Linked DNA regions of Mus musculus: region 2 is linked to region 1. Evidence: chromatin contacts called from public HiChIP or PLAC-seq data. All regions are on one chromosome and are shown on one strand. The core of a region is the stretch at or near the end of the contact, and the rest is flanking DNA. Distances in the headings are between cores, read along the strand shown. Region 1 holds the start of Ppp2r1b (protein phosphatase 2, regulatory subunit A, beta). Region 2 overlaps Sik2 (salt inducible kinase 2).

Region 1 (4,485 bases), core at 1,701-4,200:
ACTGAACCGTCTCCCTAGTTAACTTTTCATTTTCATCCTGTAGATTAAGTCCAAAGCCTCGAGCATATGACGTACATGCTCTGTTGCTGAGCTACATCCATGGGCCCAGGAATGTACATTTGTGACCCTCAGTCGAAGGTCAGTAGGTCAGATTTCCCCAGTGTCTGCCTCTGGACTGGGCCCCTTTCTCCCTGCTGTGGCCCAGTTTCATTGTTTGCGGAAGGGTTTATTAGCATCTCTGCTTTATTACCTGTTCTGTTCTCATAGCTTCACAGTCACTGGAGTAGGAACCAGGTGCTTAGCTCCGTTTTACAGGGGTGAGGGGGTGGAGAGTTGAGGCGTGGGGAGGAGGTAGGTCACAATGAATCAGAGACAGCTGGGAATTGAAGTCTGGCCTCTGTGACTCTCAAACCAGGCAATTTCTAGGCCCTTGTTTCCACGGTTTGTGATTTCACGTTTGATCATAGTCATTCCCTAGGCCTCCGCTCATCGTGCTTGGGCGAGCAGGTTACAGCTGACTCTGAAGCAGACTACCTTAGTGCCGGTGTGTCAAGTTTATGAGCCTGTCACAGTGTGGGACTGACTAGTCCTCTCCTCTCTGTGCTTGCTTGCTTCTATCACTTTGGAACACATTTTAGATAAGGGCCTAGAGGGGGACGGAGTAGTGTCTGCAGCATGCTGGACATGTACAGACAGGATCACAGGCTGGAGCATCCCGTGCCTGGCTGGACCCATCAGGGTCTCTCTGTGAACCCTGGCCAGCCTAGAGCTGTCTGTGCTCTCTTGCCACTGTCTCCTAAGCACTGAGACTGTGAGCATGCACCTGGGTGTACTTTTTTGGGGAGTTGGGGGACAGGGTCTTACTCCAAGGTCTGTAGCCTTGGGTGACCTGGAGCTCACTATGTAGAGCAGGCGGGTTTCAAGTTCACAAAGCCCCCACCTGCCTCTCTGTCTTCCTCGTGCTGGGGTTAAAGGCATGAACCCTTAAACATGGCTGGATCCATTTTTAAAGACAAAAAAAAAAAAAAATCCCGAGAACTCAGTCAAATTATTAAATGTTACTTAAATTTTCAAATATAAACCAACATTATGTTCTCTTAAAACTAGTCTTTATACAGCTACAAAACCAGATTTACAAGTTAAATATACATGAAGCCACAAGGCCAATATTATTAAAATCAATAATGTTGATATTTTTGTAATTTAGTATGACAAATGTGTCTGACACTAAAGCCAAGCCACGCTTTGGGAGTCTGGGCTTGCTGGCCCAAGCTCAGCTTCTCTAGGCTTTGCTCTGCTCATGCCTCCAGTTTCTCCCCCTTTTTTTTTTTTTTTTTTTTTTTACCTTGTTTAGAGCCATTGAGACTGTAATTGCATGGTACCCTCTGTCTTCCATTTTGTGCATAAAAACATATTTTTCATTTAGCTTCCACCTCTGTTCATTTCTTAGGAGCCCAGAACAATGAAAGCTGTGCTGAAACTCACGCAAATACGGGTGCTGAAATCCTGTGCAGGGCTGATTCAGGTAGTCCCTGGGGGCCAGCTAGATGGCTCAGTGGATAAAGGCATGTGTCACCAAACCTGACAACCAGAGTTCAGTTACTGGAACCCACTTGGTAGAAGTAGATAACCCACTCCGCAAGCTGTCCTCTGACTACACTTGTTCAGTGGCTCATGTGTGTACATACCACACATATACACAGTTTTTGTAATTAAAAAAGATAGCCACCCCAGCAGTCCAGACCATGCCTTAAGTAAGTGAATCTAAAAATTATCAAAATAAAACGAGAGTCTTCAAGCATTCATTCGTGGACAGAAGTTGAAAAAACAAAAACCGCAAACTGAAGTCTGTTGGTTCTCAAGCTTTGACTATGAAAGGCTATCTCCTAGTAGGCATCCCATGCTTTAAAAAGAAAAAAAAAAAAACTTACCTCCTAAGTTGCATTTATTAATGACAATTTCCTTAAGGCACAAAATAGTGTCATCTGAGAACTTGTGACAGAGCTACCAATCTAAGTTGCTTATATCTAAGTCGAAAGGAGAGATAGTTACTTTGTGCCATTCCATAGGGCAAGTGGAACATTTTCCATTAAGTTCTGTGTAAAAAGGCCCAGGCCCACCTCCTCCTGGAGTCCTTTAGGGGGACTCCTGGAGGTCTAGGGAGGCCAGTTTACACCCGCACCGAACTGGGGTGAGTAAAACTGGGCCCAGTTATGTTAGGTTGTTGTGCTTCTTGGTAAAGAAGGAAAAAAAAAGAGAAGACAATACAACAGAAGGCGCCATTCCAGTACCACACTGAAAAGAAACACAAAAACAAGAGAGCAGCATGTTTTGAACAGCTTGCGTGGAAAAAATATTGACTGGGGAGTTTGGACAGCACTGTTCATTTTCTCTCACCGCCCTCATTATTTGTCTTAAGGAGCAGGAGCCAGCCACGATTTTGGCAAACAGGCCAGAGGAAGGTGTGTGTGTGTGTGTGTGTGTGTGTGTGTGTGTGTGTGTGCGCGCGCGCGCGCGTGTAGAGGCTTGTCGCCCAAGGGGAAATTAAGACCAAGACCCAGTGGCTCAGGGCCAGCATGAAGCCTGGGGGTGGGGGTGGAGGTTGGGGTGGAGGGGGAGGTGTTAAAGCTTCTTCCTCCTGGCCTGTCTCTGAGTTCTACTTGAGGCTCGGCATCCATCATTAAGGCCCGTCTCCTTCAGAGCACAGCAAGGAGACGATGAATCCCTGCCCTTGTTTCTTTCGGCTGGGGAAAGGATGCAGGGGTTCCATTGGTTTTTTCGGCCCGCCCTTCTTCTGGAGTTCAGACCTCCAGTTCCAGCAATGGGGGTCAGGCCGGAGCCTCCACGCGCAGGGAAAAAACTTGATTCCATCAGTTCCTCGGAGCCGGCTGATTGGATTTAGCCCCGCCTGTTTGTGTGTGGGGCGTGGCCTGAGCGCGGGGCGTGGCCTGAGCGCGGGGCGTGGTCTGGGCACGGGGCCTTCGGCGGCGACCAGCCAGAGGAGGAAGAACATGGCGGGCGCAGCAGGGCCAGGGTCCGGTCCGGGGGCAGCGGGTGGAGATGGAGACGATTCGCTCTACCCGATCGCGGTTTTAATCGACGAGCTCCGCAATGAGGACGTGCAGGTACTAGGCTGGGCTGGGGAGCCGAGGCGAGGGCGGAAGCGCACATGGTAGGGAAGCGGAAAGGCCGGCTCAGCCCTGGGGGCGACCCCCGGGGTGGCAGAGTCGTATTCAGCCCCGGGACGGAGGCGTGGGGCGGCGGGTGCGCGGTGGTCCGTCTCAGCTCCGCTGCCCTCCTCCGACCCTCTGGGGTGGTGGCGTCCATCTGCTCCCGGCAGTGGGCGGGGAACCGGTTCGCACCTCGGGTGGACCAGCGCAGGCGGGCTGCGGGGCCGCCGGGAGCGGAGGAGCGGCCCCCGGCCCCCGTTCCCTTTGAAGTGATGCGGAGTGTCCGTCCCCGGGCAAACTAGCTGGGCTGGTTGGGTGGAAAGAGCGCGGCGGCTGATTAACCCAGATGAGTGGTGCATCAGTTGTGATAGAACTTTTCCCTGAAAAGGGAGGAGTTGTGCTTAACCGTTTCTTTCACCCACTTCTCTCCATCCAGAGTTCTCTCTTTTCAGACCCTCTCATTGTCCGCGTGTTTTCATTCATTCGTTTCTTCCCCGGCCCTTCAGTGTTCTCCCTAAGATAGCTTCTGGCTAATGACGTGTTAAACGGTCCTTGAGTTTTCCTAGGATTAAGATCTAAGTGAAAGGCTCATTCATCATTATACTGTGTCCCAGTATCTCACCTATTTGCTTCTTTGACCAGAATTGCAATCATCTCTTTGCTTTGTTCTCCCTCCCACTTTGTTTTTAAAGCTCCGTCTCAACAGTATTAAGAAGTTATCAACTATAGCTCTAGCACTCGGGGTAGAAAGGACTCGAACGGAACTGCTGCCTTTCCTTACAGGTTTGTGTCCCTTGAAAGATACACGCTCCATTTCTATTGGCTTTTAAACTATTTTTATTTAATTTTCTTAGTTTGTTACCTAGAGTAGCGATAAGTACTAGACTGAGCCTTGCCTTCTGCAAGGTGTATAGAAATGCTACATATAGTCAGACATACTCAAACATAAACCGTGTAGCTAGTGGGAAGGTGATTGATGTGAAATATGGATTTCTTTGTAAATGATTTATTTTATATGCATTGGTGTTTTGCCTGCATGTGAAAGTGACAGATCCCCTGGAACTGGAGTTATAGGCAGTTGTTAAGTTGCCATGTGGGTGCTGGGCATTGAACGCTGCTTCTCTGGAAGAGCAGCCAGTGCCCTTAACCACTGAGCCATCTCTCCAGCTCCAGGATGTGAGTTTCTTAATAATTGTGTGAAACATTCAGGAAGACTTGTGGTAGTCATCTATAAGATGGAACACAGCTCCAATATAGCTCCAATATAGGAGCTAGAGAAAGCACCCAAGGAGCTGAAGGGGTCTGCAGCCCTATA
Region 2 (4,643 bases), core at 1,579-4,078, 68 kb after region 1:
TGGTGAATAACAGTATTTAGAAACCTGGATTAAGCTCCAGATCACCATTATGTGTTTTACTGATATGTTTAACTATTCACAGCTACAAGGGAGTAAAACTGTATTTAAATACAGGTCAGGTATTATAACTGTTAAAACTGTTCCATCAAAGCCCCAAGTATGCCCCTAAGCAGCTTAATATATATAACTTAAAATTGGAGGCAAGGCTACCCAAAATCCAGGGTCAGTACCTACCATTACACAAAGAAGATGGATTATAAATTATTTTCTGTGCCAGATGAAGCTGACCTATCAGGTGTTTAATTATAGCACCTTACCATGTGACCAAAAGCAGTTAGGATGTTTGTATTTTAATGCATAGTTACCTTCATTTTAGGAATCTACATTCATTCTAAGAGCGCCTGATGCAAACAACTCTGTCCTCATTATGTGCAGATGATGCCTGTTTCCCTCCCTGTGATTCTAAAGCAAATACTCTGAACTTTACTCTCACAATAGCTTCAAGATTTCCTGATATATCCACACTCACTCACTTGGCTTATGTATGGTTTGAATATTTACAAAAGATAGGATCAAAGATCAGCTACTGACACTCATGGGAACCAACTGGGCCTCAGAAGCTGAGTCATATAGCTGTCTCTAATCTAACCAGTTACAACCCACAAGTGTCACATATTAGAACTCTTGGTGTCTTCTGCTGTGTTTTGAAAGATGAATGACCTTTATTTTCCTGACAACAAAAATCACTACTGCTATCATGATAAACAGTATGATTTACCAGTGTCTACGCATCATTAGGTACTATCAGCTACTGCTTTAGTAATAAAAACGTCATATAAAGAGTAAATAAACTGTTTTTGATTACTGCCTAATGGGAACACCAAGCACAGGAGAGATTTCTATTGTTTGTAAGAATAAAGTAATGAAATAGACCAAACAGCGAATGCAGCTGGAAACAGCTACAGTGCAGCTTCGGGTTCAGCAGGGCCTGAGCTTCTGTCCCTCTAGCCAGCTCTGAAGTGATGCTTCGAGTTTGAGCTTTATCAAGGAACAGATGACAGCATAAGTGGATTAACTGCTGGCCAGCACTTATTGCTATAAAATAATACTTACCAAACATTTCAGTGTTTCTTTTTTAACTAAGGAGATACTGTTTAGTAATCTAAGTCATTTTTTTTAAAGAATGAAAAATAATTAAGTAAACAAACCCTATCTCTACTTTAAGCCAAGAAAAAGTAAATAATTTTTATGTATCACAACTCAGGCAGTTTTACTCTCTAACAGTGTGATATGTCTAATTTATAATTTTACAAAAGTTATTTGGCTGATGCGATGGCTCTGTGGGTAAAGTTTCCTGATGCCAAGCCTTCTGACCTATCAGGACCCAGTGGAAGCTGAGAACTGATTCTTCCAAGTTGTGCTTTGACCTCCAGACTTGCACTTTCCCTTCCCTTTTCAGTACAACACACACACACACACACACACACACACACACACACACACACACACACACCACACACATGCACACCACACACACACACACATGCACACCACACACACACACATGCACACCACACACACACACACATGCACACCACACACACACATGCACACCACACACACACAAACATGCACACCACACACACACACACACACACGCACACACACACACCACACACATGCACACCACACACACACACACACATGCACACCACACACACACACACACACATGCACACCACACACACACACACGCACACCACACACACACACACACACCACACACACACACACACCACACACACACCACACACATGCACACCACACACACACACACACACACCACACACATGCACACCACACACACACACACACATGCACACCACACACACACACACGCACACCACATACACACACGCACATGCACACCACACACACACACACACACACATGCACACACACACACACACATCAATGTGATTTTAAAAATTAAAAATAATTCTCTTGCTGAGAAGCAGACTGTTTGAGGGTTAAATTTCATCTTTCTTTTTTGTTTTTTTTTTTGTTTTTTTTTTTTTGGTTTTTCGAGATAGGGGTTTTCTGTATAAATTTCGTCTTTCTTAAATGATCAATAGAATTAGGCTATCCAGCCTGATGAAAGGGTACACATTTGTAATTATCATAAATAGGAGTGAGGAAGACAATCACAAGGAAATAAATGTTGACAAATAAAAGGTAGGAGTGTGACAGGAACTCAGCTGACTCATCATACAGACTGCAACCCCATTAGCCAATACTGACTACAATGTATAGTTTGCTGCTCATCAGCGAGAAAAAGCCTCATTTATCTCCAATCATCAGTTACTGTCTGACAGGAAGGCACCAAAGCTAGGATGAAACATTATCCTCAGACCAGTGTGAACCATTTAGAACCATCTAACTGTGCCCAATCAGGGAATCTAAGATCCAAGAAACAAAGAAATGATAATCCTTAGCTTCATGGAGAAAGGGTGGGAAGAACAACATCAATGAAGACCTATGCAGGTTTGATGAACTGAGCCTGCAAAGCAGGACTGATAAATGGGTGTGTCATCCTGCTTGCACTGCAAGGCTATCTTCCCATTACTATGATACCTGTGGCAGGAAGATAGTGGGATAATGAAAGGAAGAAGGTCAACAAGTATCTTTTAATAAATCCCCTTTTCATCTCCATTCTTTCTCATTTGTAGGACAGAAGACTGAAACTGTACCCATGGAAACCTTATCTCAAGGCCTTCTAGTAAGTAAATGGAAAGCTGTAGAAGCAGTGGCAGAGGTGATAAGCCACCAAACAAGTCAGAAAAGAAACCTTCCTTCCTTCTGAGCTCAGATAAGTGACATGACACACAGGTCACACTAAGCTAGCTAACTTGACATTACTAATTACACTTAAGGTTTTGCTCAGGGGAGATGTAACCAGACAGGTAATTTCAATGATGCACCCCCTTGCTCCTTTACTATCTGCCTCAGTAAGGCTTTAAAGCCAGGTGACTTTTTGGTTTATTTGTTTTATTTTTATTTTTATGTTTTTAAAGGTTTTTTTTATTAGGTATTTTCCTCATTTACATTTCCAATGCTATCCCAAAAGTCCCCACCCTCCCCCCCACGCCCCTACCCACCCACTCCCACTTTTTGGCCCTGGCGTTCCCCTGTACTGGGGCATATAAAGTTTGCAAGTCCCATGGGCCTCTCTTTCCAGTGATGGCCGACTAGGCCATCTTTTGATACATATGCAGCTAGAGTCAAGAGCTCCGGGGTACTGGTTAGTTCATAATGTTGTTCCCCCTATAGGGTTGCAGATCCCTTTAGCTCCTTGGGTATTTTCTCTAGCTCCTCCATTGGGGGCCCTGTGATTCATCCAATAGCTGACTGTGAGCATCCACTTCTGTGTTTGCCAGGCCCCGGCGTAGTCTCACTAGAAACAGCTATATCAGGGTCCTATCAGCAAAATCTTGCTAGTGTATGCAATGGTGTCAGCGTTTGGACACTGATTATGGGATGGATCCCTGGATATGGCAGTCTCTAGATGGTCCATCCTTTTGTCTCAGCTCCAAACTTTGTCTCTGTAATTCCTTCCATGGGTGTTTTGTTCCCAATTCTAAGGAGGGGCAAAGTGTCCACACTTTGGTCTTCGTTCTTCTTGAGTTTCATGTGTTTTGCAAATTGTAACTTATATCTTGGGTATTCTAAGTTTCTGGGCTAATATCCACTTATCAGTGAGTACATATCATGTGAGTTCTTTTGTGATTGGGTTACCTCACTCAGGATGATGCCCTCCAGGTCCAACCATTTGCCTAGGAAGGTTTGTTTGTTTTAATGTGCTGAAGGAGGTTAGTTGATTATCAAAGTTTTACAGCTTTGTTTCAATGGAGCAATTATGCATTGAACATAAGTAGCAGTCACCTTTTATTAAGTATTTACATGGTGCCAAGAGACTTAACTAACAATAATTTACAAACACTTGAACAGGACCAAGTACCAGGCGCAGTTTTAAGTACTCTGCAAATATTAATTCATGTAACAGCCACTATGTGATAAGAGTCTGTGCCATTCCCCCTTTCCAGATAAGGAAACCGAGAACAGGAAGGCGAGACAATGTCTCCAAGGTCAGTAAGCTAGTAAGGATTCATTCCCCAGCAGCCTACTTCTCACCTACTACACTGTATTGCCTCCTCGTCTAAATAATCATCAACCTCTACACACTGTCCCTGAAAAACACAATCATGCCTAAGCAAGCCATCAGGAGCTCTGACTGGAGAGGTCAGTCTACCCAAGCGGGCAGATGCAATGGCATCAGCAGAGCCTGTATCTGCTCTGCCTACTCAGACTCAGCACTGCACATGGAGTCTTGTTTGGATTGTGGTAATTTTTCTTTCTTAAAAAAGGATTTGTTTTATTATTTTTAAATATTGTACATATTTGTATATGTGTATTGTGCATATGGTGCCTGCAGAGTCTAAAAGAGGATGCTAGGTCCTTTGGAGCTGAAGTTATAGGTAGCTGTGAGTTGTCTGGCATGGGTACTGGGTGTGTTTTGCTGCTGAGCCATCTCTCCAGTTCTGAGTTATAGTTATTTTCTGAAAACCTGAAGTTATATTGGAATC

Evidence for each region. HiChIP or PLAC-seq counts read pairs in DNA pulled down with a chosen protein or histone mark.
Region 2: an H3K4me3 HiChIP or PLAC-seq map of fetal liver shows a contact between it and region 1, with 2.4 times the contacts expected there. The contact joins the enhancer-like site here to the promoter of Ppp2r1b in region 1. A contact is called at or near these places in 1 of 484 Hi-C or Micro-C datasets (bone marrow-derived dendritic cells), 2 of 115 datasets of contacts at active chromatin or transcription factors (bone marrow-derived macrophages and fetal liver) and 3 of 9 other capture datasets (adipose tissue, liver and pancreatic islet).

Annotation. Positions count from the first base shown.
Region 1 is chr9:50,853,974-50,858,458 of GRCm38.p6, forward strand. Ppp2r1b (protein phosphatase 2, regulatory subunit A, beta) reads left to right here and starts at 2,951. Exons shown (of 15, transcript NM_028614.3): 1 at 2,951-3,125; 2 at 3,863-3,953. The coding sequence starts at 3,012.
Region 2 is chr9:50,921,938-50,926,580 of GRCm38.p6, forward strand. The region is part of intron 4 of Sik2 (salt inducible kinase 2); the gene reads right to left. Among named protein-coding and RNA genes, the nearest start is that of Gm25558, 36 kb to the left of the region's middle. Within about 2 kb of position 2,829, at least 15 of the 459 cell types and tissues checked have an H3K27ac peak or open chromatin away from gene starts, as enhancers often do. A contact at or near this core is called in fetal liver, where this site is marked.